3 separate regions of the Mus musculus genome follow, and regions 2 and 3 are each linked to region 1. Evidence: chromatin contacts called from public Hi-C data. All regions are on one chromosome and are shown on one strand. The core of a region is the stretch at or near the end of the contact, and the rest is flanking DNA. Distances in the headings are between cores, read along the strand shown.

What was found. Hi-C and Micro-C count contacts between places; a contact is called where the count stands out from the background.
Region 2: a Hi-C map of cortical neurons shows a contact between it and region 1, with 4 times the contacts expected there. The contact joins two enhancer-like sites. A contact is called at or near these places in 1 of 15 datasets of contacts at CTCF or cohesin (pro-B cells), 13 of 484 Hi-C or Micro-C datasets (the N1E-115 cell line, adipose-derived mesenchymal stem cells, cerebral cortex and 6 more) and 1 of 115 datasets of contacts at active chromatin or transcription factors (astrocytes).
Region 3: a contact with region 1 is called in a Hi-C map of the N1E-115 cell line, with 28 times the contacts expected there. The contact joins two enhancer-like sites. A contact is called at or near these places in 1 of 15 datasets of contacts at CTCF or cohesin (pro-B cells), 28 of 484 Hi-C or Micro-C datasets (the 3T3-L1 cell line, the AML12 cell line, the HPC-7 cell line and 17 more) and 1 of 9 other capture datasets (embryonic tail).

Annotation. Positions count from the first base shown.
Region 1 is chr12:34,656,681-34,660,303 of GRCm38.p6, reverse strand. The region is part of intron 3 of Hdac9 (histone deacetylase 9); the gene reads left to right. Among named protein-coding and RNA genes, the nearest start is that of Gm46347, 130 kb to the left of the region's middle. Within about 2 kb of position 1,518, at least 19 of the 459 cell types and tissues checked have an H3K27ac peak or open chromatin away from gene starts, as enhancers often do. A contact at or near this core is called in cortical neurons, where this site is marked.
Region 2 is chr12:34,333,043-34,336,692 of GRCm38.p6, reverse strand. The region is part of intron 14 of Hdac9 (histone deacetylase 9); the gene reads left to right. Among named protein-coding and RNA genes, the nearest start is that of Gm51984, 120 kb to the right of the region's middle. Within about 2 kb of position 2,117, at least 16 of the 459 cell types and tissues checked have an H3K27ac peak or open chromatin away from gene starts, as enhancers often do. A contact at or near this core is called in cortical neurons, where this site is marked.
Region 3 is chr12:34,199,284-34,203,288 of GRCm38.p6, reverse strand. The region is part of intron 23 of Hdac9 (histone deacetylase 9); the gene reads left to right. Among named protein-coding and RNA genes, the nearest start is that of Gm51984, 14 kb to the left of the region's middle. Within about 2 kb of position 2,073, at least 29 of the 459 cell types and tissues checked have an H3K27ac peak or open chromatin away from gene starts, as enhancers often do.

The DNA.
Region 1 (3,623 bases), core at 269-2,768:
TCATAGTTGTGCAGGTGCTGCTGTGGAGTGTGACCCCCCTCTAATCCCCATAACGACACCGGGCATTGACCACATTAGCTTTGTAGTTACCGACGACTGCCTTCCCCGGGGCCTTCTGGTTTCTAAATCCAGCCACCTGGCTAGCAGGCCAGCCAGTGCTTGATGCAAGAACATTGTTTTCTCAGTATAGCCTGAAATTCATTTTGTGTATTTTGTGTACATGGCTTTTATGTGACTGTTTATGATGATACCTCTGTGGTTCCATTGGAAGTCACCAGGCATATTGTCTTCCTCCTTCCTTTGTTAAGAGATACATCATCACAATTACTAAAAGTGATGATGGTTTATATATATATATATATATATACACACACACACACACACACACACACACATATATATATATATATGCGACATGTAGGTTCCTTCATATCTAATGAGGTCCTTGATATTTGAGGAATAAATCTATATGTTTATACAATTTATCTTCATGATCTTAAGAAGGATGTTAGTATTTTGGTAGTTTTTATGAGTCTTTTGACTGCATGCACAAAGATTTATTTAGTTTTGTTTTATATGTATGAGTGTTTTGACTATGTGTGTATAAATGCACTTTGTGATACCTGGCACCCATGGAGGTCAGAAGAGTGCGCTAGATCTTCACAACAGATGCTTCTGAGCCACCACATGGAAACTGGGAAACAAACCCCGGGTCCTCTCGAATAGCAACGACTGCTGTTAACTACAGATCCACCATTTTTGTTGTTTCTATGTCTTGGTGTTTTCTCCTAAAAGCTAATGAGATTAGATATTTTCTAATTATCACAAAATTACTTTATATTTTATTCCAATTTGCAGCATTTCCAAGGTCCATGGAGATTCTAATAATTTTGTGTGTTATGGACTATAGAGACATGATCTAAATATTAACTTCATTTAAAATATTATTAATGATATTTATAGTTTGCTAGGCAGGGTATTTACCTATTTGTTAGCATATTAAGTTAATGTAAAAAAACGCCAAGAAATAAGACTCTGAAGCTAAACTAAATTTGGATCTCGGCTCTATCACATCCCAGTTCTGTGATCCCGAATTAACCTGTTTGTGACTCATTGGCACCAAAAGCAGCTGGTGGTGACAGTATCACTGTCATAGATGTGATAATTGAATTATTATTTGTGAAGCCCTACATATATATTTGTCATCGTTTAACTTTTCCAAGCAGAGGCTCTTCATTCACAAGTTGACTTTGTCCCACAAGAACAAAACTGAGAAATCATCAGCTCTGACTTAACTTCTTTCATTTGGAACAGATACTGCGTAACCAGGAATTGACAAGCCACAGAAACCAGCCCTTGTCTGAGATGGCATGCAGGACAGAGTAGAAATGGGTTCCATAATGGAAGAAGAGGGAAGTTCAAGATAAGTTATATTTTTCTCACAATAGCTTTGGGCACCCTTCACATTTCAGTTAGGTGGTGACAACATAATTAGACAGTAAAATATCCTGTCTCTAGCTATCCTTTGTGTGCCTGCAAGTCATCTGTGAGGAGTCTCAGCTTGCAAAGGCTGCCTCTGGCTATGTGTTTAGTGTGATTTTTTCTGTAAAATATGCATGAATAAACAAGGCTTCCGACAGAAATAATTAATATTTATCACTTAGTGAAAGCTGCAGCAAATATAAATTTTCGAGATGACACAAGACAGAAGACCTAAGACAAGGCGCTGTGTGCTCAGAGCATCGGGGCTGCCGCTGATTTACAGACCTGTTTCTTTTTAAGATGTGAGAGAAAGAAGTACAAGAATCACAGTGAAGACTTTTGCCACACAGTCCCCAATCCCCTCTGTAGTTCATGGATTGTGAGTATTTGCCAAGGATTCCCCTCTGGAGGGCAGTGCAGTACTACAATTGTTGGAGCAGCCGCTATCTCAAACCTCCCAGAAATTCACTTTAAAAGATTCTTGGCTTTGTAAGATGTAAGTCGCCCCTGCCTTAAATATTCAAATGGGAACATGGTGGTCAAAGTCAAGGCTCTCACTGCATGCGTTGATGTGCTGGGTTGGAGAGGTGGACTTCAGAACACTGCTCAGGGAATGTATTAGTGTAGCTGAATGGCGAAGCTGGAAGACAGGTCTTAGCCTGCTTCGTCTAGTCGCTTTGAAATTTCAACCTCACAATCTGGGATCTGGATCTGTGTTTCAGTATTGGCTTTTCTCAAAAAGACCCATCTGCATGATTTAGGGTCTTGTAATATCTGGTCACCCCTGTAGCCAGCAAAATATTTTCCTGTATCTTAACAGATCAGGAAAATGCTTTGAGAAATATTCCAGCTCTGTGAGCAAATATCCTGATAGTTACCGGATTTCTCATAAAATTTAAAGTTTCTTTCATAACTCTACTGACCTTCACGTGCTATTGAATTACAAACCCAAGCCCCCTTATGTAATCAAACTGAAGGAATCCTGTTTAATTAGCAATATATGACCCTCTGGAAGTATAAACACATAAAAGTTATTTTCCTTGATGTCATCCTACAAAATGCCTTTATACAATTGTAAGCCCTGAAACATTGATGTCTTAGGAGTTAAGCAACAGTAGGCTTCCCCCTGTTCCAGACCCCCCAAGGCAGAGAGATTTCAGCCAACCATATAAAGGGTAACTTCAAATCTCTCAGCTCTCAGAGTGTCACAACAGTTGAGGTTATGAAAGACCTTCTTTTATTGGTAAGCAAAACAAAAGCTGTGCTTTTCAGCTGTAAATCATGACGTAGTCTTATTATACCTAAAAGAATTAAAGAATGTTAAGTCAATGACCCTTTTTCCTCATCTGTGCCCCTGAGGATAGTTATTAACGTCCATTCTTGCTTCAGAGTGATCCTGAACCTGTTCTCACAGCCTTCTTATTCTCTAAGAGCAAATGGACTCTTTATGAGGTAGTTGACGGAGATTGAAGACATTATGTGATGCATCTTGGGTATCAACTGCATATAATGGAGACAACACAACAGAAGTACTGGCCAGTTTTCCTACATGATCAACACACATGGGTTAGAGAGTTCTGAAACCCTTCTCTTCTTCAGGAAAACCTTGTACTTTTGTGCTTGATAGGAAAGGGGCAGGCACTGTGAACTCAGGCATTTGCTTTCCACCATCCTGCATGGTACTTAGGGCAGACTTCTGGAGTCAAGCACAATACAGGCCTCCTCCTCCTCCTCCTCCTCCTCCTCCTCCTCCTCCTCCTCCTCCTCCTCCTCCTCCTCCTCCTCCTCCTCCCCCCCTCCTCCTCCTCCTACCCCTCCTCCTCCTTCCTTTTTCTTCCTTCCTCTTTCTTTCTTTCTTTCTTTTTCTTTTTTTGTGTTATCTTCCAATTCCAGATAGCAGATCACTTTGCATTCTTGTCTTCTGATGTTAGTATATGTGCAAGCTAAATCAAGAATGGCTTCAAATTAAATTTCACATTTGCACTTGGCAAAGCCTGGGTTGTATATTTTCAGATGATAAAAAAAAACCATAAAGAAAAAAATACTTTAAATTTTTGCTATAAAACAGAGTTTAGAAGAATCATTTAAATAGAAACTCCATTTCAAATCAGCACTAATCAATGGACTGTGTATACTCATTT
Region 2 (3,650 bases), core at 868-3,367, 320 kb after region 1:
GATAAAGTAGAGGATTTGCTTAAAATACACACATTTCTTGATGAAAAGTTAAACTTTAATCACTAATATAGAAAGGAAAACATATAATACCAAAGGCTAGAGGGTAAAAAGGATATTATTTCATAGGTGATTAGGCAATGAAATACTTTCTTTTATGATGTAAAATGTCCAACAGAAATATGTAAGCCACATGTGTGATTTTAAATTTCTAGTAGTCATATTAAACAATAAAAAGAGACACATAGGGTTATTTGTAATGTGTTCTTTATTTTTCTTGTCTTTCTAGTATATTTAATAAATTTTCAAGGTTCATGGTAAAACTATCTAGGGAGATGTTGTGTTTAAAGATACTTAATGGGGATTGATTGATTGAACCAGGGGCACTGGGATCTTTTAACATACTGATTTGTACTGTGGATCTATAAACACGGGTTAGAGAGCTGCCCAACCTTGCCTCTATTGGAATTCCAGAATGGCAGCCCATTAATAACCTTGTGAAGCTATCCTGTGTATGGTTGTATTTCAGCAGCACCCCTGCCCTCTGCCTGTGAGATCACAGTAACAGACTTTTCCTAGGTCCTATCGGTGTGGACAATAAGCATACCTCTAGACACTGTCAGATGTCACTTGTGGTATAAAAGTCGGACCCCCATCCCACTCAACGTGATTTCACCCACCCACTGCTCATTTAAGTGTCTGCATGATATCTCTGGTGATTATTTAAATACATATAAGCCAATGATTATTTGGTCCATGCATACAAACAGAATTTAAGTAATGAAAATACTTGAGTATGTTATATACTTCAGTGCATTTTATTGGCGCAGAACATGAACATCCCCAGTAGCTGAAATCATGCTAACACTGAGGAATTATGTCATCGATTTCTAGGCTGTCTTGCATCACTGAACACTTAGGGCATTGTTTCTCAACAGTTGACACTTTAGGAGGTTAAATGACCCTTTCACAGGGGTCACCTAAGACCATCGGAAAATGCACATGTTTACATTACAATTCACAACAGTGGGAAAATTACAGTTTTGAAGTAACACCAAAATAAATTTATGGCTGGGGGTCACCACAACACGAGGCACTGTATTAAAGGGTCACAGCATCAGGAATGTTGAGAACCACTGGGTTAGAGTTTGACCTCCATTGGAAACTCCATCTCTAGTATTTCTGGATAACACAAGCTAGCTCTCTCATTGCCAGAACACCCAGATCATTTGTTTGCATATGATAAAATGTCTATGCCTTCAGAAAGTTTTTAATTTGTAGTTTCCTTTCCTTGAGATGCAATTTCCATATTACCATGGTAAATATTTCATTTGCCTAAATAAGTTTCCAAGCATGCTGAGTGGTCGCCTGATTATTCAGTTCACAACCTCTCTTAGGTTAACAACCTCCTGTCTATCATAGATCCACAAGTAATGGATTAGCTCAACTTGGCCATAACCTGTAATGCCAGCACTTAGGAGGAAGAGGCAGGAGATCTACATAGCATAGGGAGACACTGTTTCAAACTAACTAAACAGTTCACAGGAAAAATTGAACACATAAAAATTCTCACAGATTTTTATTTATGCTTACTTTCTGTTTGCCCATTTACTTATTTGCCATAATTTATTGCAGTGTAGAAGATCGGATGCTGGACAGAAGCCATGAAAACACAAGCCCTACCTAGGCAAAACTCACATTTAACAAGGTAGTTCTTAACATAAGAAGACTTTGTCCCTAAGGAACATTTAGCAATAGCCTGAGACACCTTCGATTATCACTGAGGTGGGTTGCTACTGGCATCTAGTGGGTACTGGTGAGGGATGCTGCTATGCATTCTGTAATACAATATAATACAGAGACCCATGCAAAGAATTAGTATAGAATATGAACAGTGCTGAGGCAAAAAATCTTGAATCAGAAGATCAAGTCAGCAATCGGTTAACAGACAGAGTCAGGCCATGACAGAGGAGATATAGGATGCTATGCTAAGTTACAGAAGGAAAACAATTCATACACTTGACTGACAGGCAGAGAGGCCCCTGGGAGCAGCTCATGTAGGCTGAGTAGGCAGCTTGGGAACCAGCAGGATGTGAGTAAAACATGAGATATCATTACCCCAAGGAGAAAAGCCCAAAAGCAATGCCCAGCCAGAGTGACAGTGGAGCTTGAGGGAAGCTACTGACAGCTCCAAGCCTGGGAGAAAGAGCTGACAGAGGGGCTTAGAAGGACGTAGAGGATAGAAACGTGGCTTTGGGAATCACTAGATGTGCCAAATATCTGGAGAGCGTGAGCCTGACAAACACAGGAGAGAGCCTTTCGTCTTGGGAAAGAGGTCACTGGTAACTTTGTTTTTGCTTTTATTGAAAATAGATTTTTTTCCCCACACAGTTCTCTTTCCTCTAACTCTCCCCAGTTCCTCCTTACTCCCCTTCCCAGCTGAACCATACCTTTTTCTGCCTCTCTAGAAAACAAGCATCAAAGGAATAATAAAATAAAATAAGATAAAACAAACAAGTTTAATAGGACAAAACAAGCAGAAGAAACAGAGCCAAAGCTTTTATAGGATCGCTGCTAACTCTAATTAGAGAATGCCGCAGTGAAGATGCTCTTAGAAGTGCTAGACGCTGTGCTGTCTTGGGCAGAGAAGAAAGTGGGCGGTAACACGACTGGAATTAACTTCAGGAAAGACGCTGATTATTGTTTATAGAGAAGAGTCAATAAGAAAACCTGAAAGTTTAGCGAAGTATTTAAAATTTATAAATATATTGAAATATTAACTAATAAAATATTGAAAAAATTAACAAGCATATATCAATATTAAGCACCAGAAAATATTAGTTTCTATTACATGAACAATCCAAGGTACACACACTTTTGCAGTAAGAAACCCCATGTTTTTTGTAAAGACAGAAATTAAAACACTAACACATATACTGCTAACAATTGTCATCCTTACAACACTGGTTTTTATGTATATCTGCTCCTCTTTTCCTTGAAAATTAAACTCATGTTCTAAAATGAGAGCAAATTGCCTTTTAAATAAGAAGAAAAGGGTTTAAGAACTTTAGCTGAGAAAGAATAACAGAAAATTTCACAAGAACTTGAAGTAAACACAGGGAAAGGAAAGCTGTGTGTGTGTGTGTCTGTGTCTGTGTGTGGGTGTCTGTGTGTGTATGTGCATGTGTGTGCAAGTGTACATGTGTGTGCATGTGTGCACATGTTTGTGCATGTGTGTGTGCACATGTGTATGCATGTGTGTGTTTCTGTGCATGTGTACGTGTGTGTATGTGTGTGTGTGTGTGATGTATTTGCGTTGGAAGAAATGAGAACATTCTTGCATGTTTAGGGAGGGAGCTGCTGTACCACATGAGGCTGAGGATACAGGAGCGAATGTGATTGATGAAGCTCCTCTCTTGGGAAGTGGGCGGGATGGGCTCCAGATCACAGGTGGTGGGATTAGTGATGACTAAGAAGAGAGAGATCACTTCAACTGAAAAATGAGAACAAGAGGTAAGGATGGATGTGGTTGCTGATAAGAGCATAAAGGAGACGGCAGGAAGCTGAGGGAGTTGCTGTCAGTTGGCCCCTATTTCCTTCGTGAAGAAGAAGGTGAGGTCATTTGCTGAGTGGGGTTAAGGGTTTATAGACAA
Region 3 (4,005 bases), core at 824-3,323, 460 kb after region 1:
TCCATGATTTTACATCTAAAGCTTGCCAAAACTAGATATATTGGGATGATAACTAACATGGGAAAAACAGAGCATTACAATATACCATGAGTATAAATTTGTAGTCCTTTTGTGAGAACTAAATAAATATTATGATTTACTATGGGGAATTTATTCATTGACTTCCTCCAGTGGGGAAATCATACTCCTGAAATTTCGTCTTCTCCAGGAGCCTGAAGGGCAGGCAGGTTTGAGAGACGCACATGATGTAGTGGCAGCATTTTCAGGGACAGTTCCAATATTTGTGGGGCACAAACACCTGGATGGTGGACTCAGTTTTCCAACTTTTATCCCCATGATTTGATGTTATGGATGAAACTTGCAAATCAACATCTGTTCTCATTTACGTAGGCATTTAAACTCCTCTGGCACCCCTCGGGAAGGCAAAAGCTTAGCCTTGTATCTGGTAGAAATCTGCCCATCTTTCTTGTGGGCACAGCAGAAGTGGGTGCTGGTTGTCTAAACGCATTCAGAGGAACAGATTGATGGAAAGCCACATGGAAGACAGTGTGTGTATGAACTGCAAGAGGAAGATGGTAAAAAGCATTCCTACCATAGTGGCTCATATTTCATAATACAGGAACCATGAAGAGAGATTAATGATTGAGTCTGTCTTGAAGCTCAGCAGAATTTTAAATCTATCCACATCTCAAATTGAGGACATTTTACTTTTAAAACACATTCATATATTATCTTCTGTGATAAAGGGATATGCCTTATTGCACTTAAAATCAAAATGTTGGATTCCTTAGGATGTGAATTTTTGGCTGGGTCACACATTCATGAAATAATAGCAGTATTGAAGTTACCGATGTAGACTGAATTTGAGAAACAAATGAACACTTTTAATGAAACAGGAGCCAAACGCAAAAAAATTAAAATGTGGCTTGTTCAAAACCTGATATGGAATAAGATGAGTGTAAGTTGAAATATGTTCTCTCCTCTGTACCTCCAGTTTTAGACACTGTCTTTTAGATGCTCTGCTGCTCCAGTCTGACTTAATGCTTGCCAGTCCCTACCCCAGACACATTTCTGTCACTTTAACCTTTTGGGTGTTCAGAAATTCTACAGTAAAAATATCATTTCAGAAATATAACATCTCTCCAGCAAATATAATTACGCTCGGTGACCCAGCAGGTGGAAAAGATGAGGGTGAGTCGTATCAACCTCTTTATGCAGCACATTAATTTCTACAGAGAACTAAACTCTGCCCAAGGTATGCGAATATATTCCATTCTGTTGAGGGTTTTTTTTTGTTTTTTTGAAAATGTAAAATTAAACAATTATATGATAAGCCATTGCTCCTTAATTTGCAGTACCGCTTTCAATATCTTGTCTTTGTTGTAGAAGAGCATGTAAGACCCAATAGGGTCAATAGGCTTGGGAAGCTACAAGGTAGGAAAGGCTTCATGCTATGGTCAAGGGCAAACACAAAATCCTGGATCAAGAAGGGCTCACGAGATGCAACCTGAAATTTTCTTCTCTCGTAATCTTTGGTGAAGTGTATTGTCTTATAAAATGTCTGCATGCTCTCCTTGGGAAGGACTTCTAACTGTAACTGAACCACAAGGCTGCCCCCTGGTGCTTTATGTATTGTTTAATTGTTTGCCTTTGGTGAATGTTTTTATTAAAAGCCCATTATTTAGAGTAGGACCAAAGTGTCACTTTAAGAACAACAGAGGCAGAGCTGTTCAGCGGAATAGTTCCTTTTCATGGGTGTGTTTAATGCACACTGGATGCAGCTAATGAGCTGAAATTTCTTCTTGTAATACTTCAAAAAGAGCAACAACAACAACAAACAAAATTCTCCTTTTTTTATTTTCCTCTAATAAAAGGTGACTGGATTGGCTGTAAGAGCCATACTTGAGGATGGCTGTGCCCCAGCCAGGAGACGAGAACGGTGTCTGTCTGTGGTCATCTGCTCTGTCTGCCTCTGTTGTAGGGGATTTTGTTTCCAGTCACATACACTTCTCTGCACGTGGCCCTGGGATCATGGGAGGCAATGAAGTATGTGAGTTTCTCGGAGTGTTTACCAGGCCCTTTTGTGTTTCAGTGTATATCTGAGTGGGAGAGATAGGCCTTATTGTCTTCGGATTCTTCATAGTCTGTTTGCCAGGAAACTTCATCTCAGATTTTTTTTCCCAGCACACATTAGGCCCAGGAGTATTTTGAATTCAGTGATTCTAATGCTTGAGGTTCTTCTCTCTGAATAGCCCTTCTCTTATAGCTTCACCGGCACATTGGTCGCTTGCGAATTTGTTAGGATTTGACTCTGGAGAAAGTTCAGTGTTTGCCACCAGGTCCTCACAGACAGCAAGTAAGAGGCCTTTTCATTGTTTAGCTGTCTTCTTCCAGAGCTAATCTAGGGCTGTGACCCAGCCTCCAGCAAAAAATGAAAAGCCGAAGTACCTTGATACAATTTCTAGGCCCTAAATGATCTCATTAAATTCTGACTCTAGATATCAAGTAGACATTTGAGGAAATATGATTATTGACAAAATGTAAGCCTGTTATACACTATATTACTTCAAAAGGAGAAAGGCCATTAGGACATAATTACATCAGAAACAGTATACACATTGGGCTGGTTTATAAACTGTCACTTTCAGAAGTATGAAGACGTATAAAAGTTTCCAAAGGTCCCATTATGACCCTATTTCCAACAGTATTCTCTGACAAACTAAATAAATTACTGCATGTATTGGACCTTTGAGGCTTGGGGCAAAGAATGGAAAAATTATTTACAAAAGCTTGAAAATATTTAATCACTAGAGGCAGGGGGGCAACGGTGTTTTAATTAGCAGGTCCTCGGGCCATTGGCTGACTGGAGGCTTTCTCAAACAACCACACAAATGCACTGAATAGCTGTTTGCCAGCCTTAGGGTCAGGCCTGAGATGAAACAGATAAGATAATTGGCTCTAATGAAATCCAGAAGGCCTTGGCTTTCTTGTTTGAGCTTGGATTTGAAAAGTGCGTGTGGAAGTGAGGCTTAATTCAAACCAGAACTGAGCTAGGCCCATTTCTCAGTGACTTTGATATTGTTTGAAGTTCTGAAAGTGTTCGCCACACCGCTAGCCTGCTGGGCTGGGCCTCCCTGGTACCCTTAATTACTAAGCTTTATTGCTGACTTTACTACACAGGAAAGGGGCCATTATATGTTCCATCAACATCAGCTCTTCTCAGATTGGAGGAAAGGGCAGGGTTAAAGGCCACTGTAGGAAGGCAGCAGCTTCACTTTGAGGTAGGCAGATCATTTACCAGTGTTAAGTTTCAGTGTTATGTACATACATTCCTCACAACACAGAAGCCCGATTTCCATTTTTAAAGCAAATGATTACTTCTCTAAATATTTTCACTATGCCTCTTCCCACTCCCCCAGCAGAAGAGAAAAATAATTCCACACCATACAATATAACCGAATAAAAAATAAAATGAAAAACAAAACTTGACAATGCCTCCCAATTAATCATCATAGCAGCAGGCCAGGTCGGAATCTATAATAAGGAGGATTATTATTGATGCACCTTTGAAGTAGAGAAATCAGTGAGGAGCCCTCCTGTGCTGGGAGACACCCCGAGGAATAAAGACCCCTCAGGAGAGCCTACAGAATGAAATCCCCATTTTCAGACTCTTTCACAAAGAGGTTCCACAAAAGAGAATGCCTCCCATTCCATTCGGAAGCCAAATAGAAAAAAAAAAAAAAACAAACAAACAAACATGGAAGCGCCCTTTCCAGGACCCACTGAGTAGTGATGGGGTCACTACTTGCCACCAGTTGGTAAGGACAGAGTATGCATCTGCATGAATAAAGAAGTATCCATTCTTAGCGCTCTCAGAGATTTGCTTGTGCTAGGAAGGCTACAGGACATGCAATCTCCTCAATCATTTCCTGCCCCTTGTATCCTATCTTTGAATAGTCAATCCATGAGTGATACCATCAGACTTAAGTGTATTTTGCATTTTTT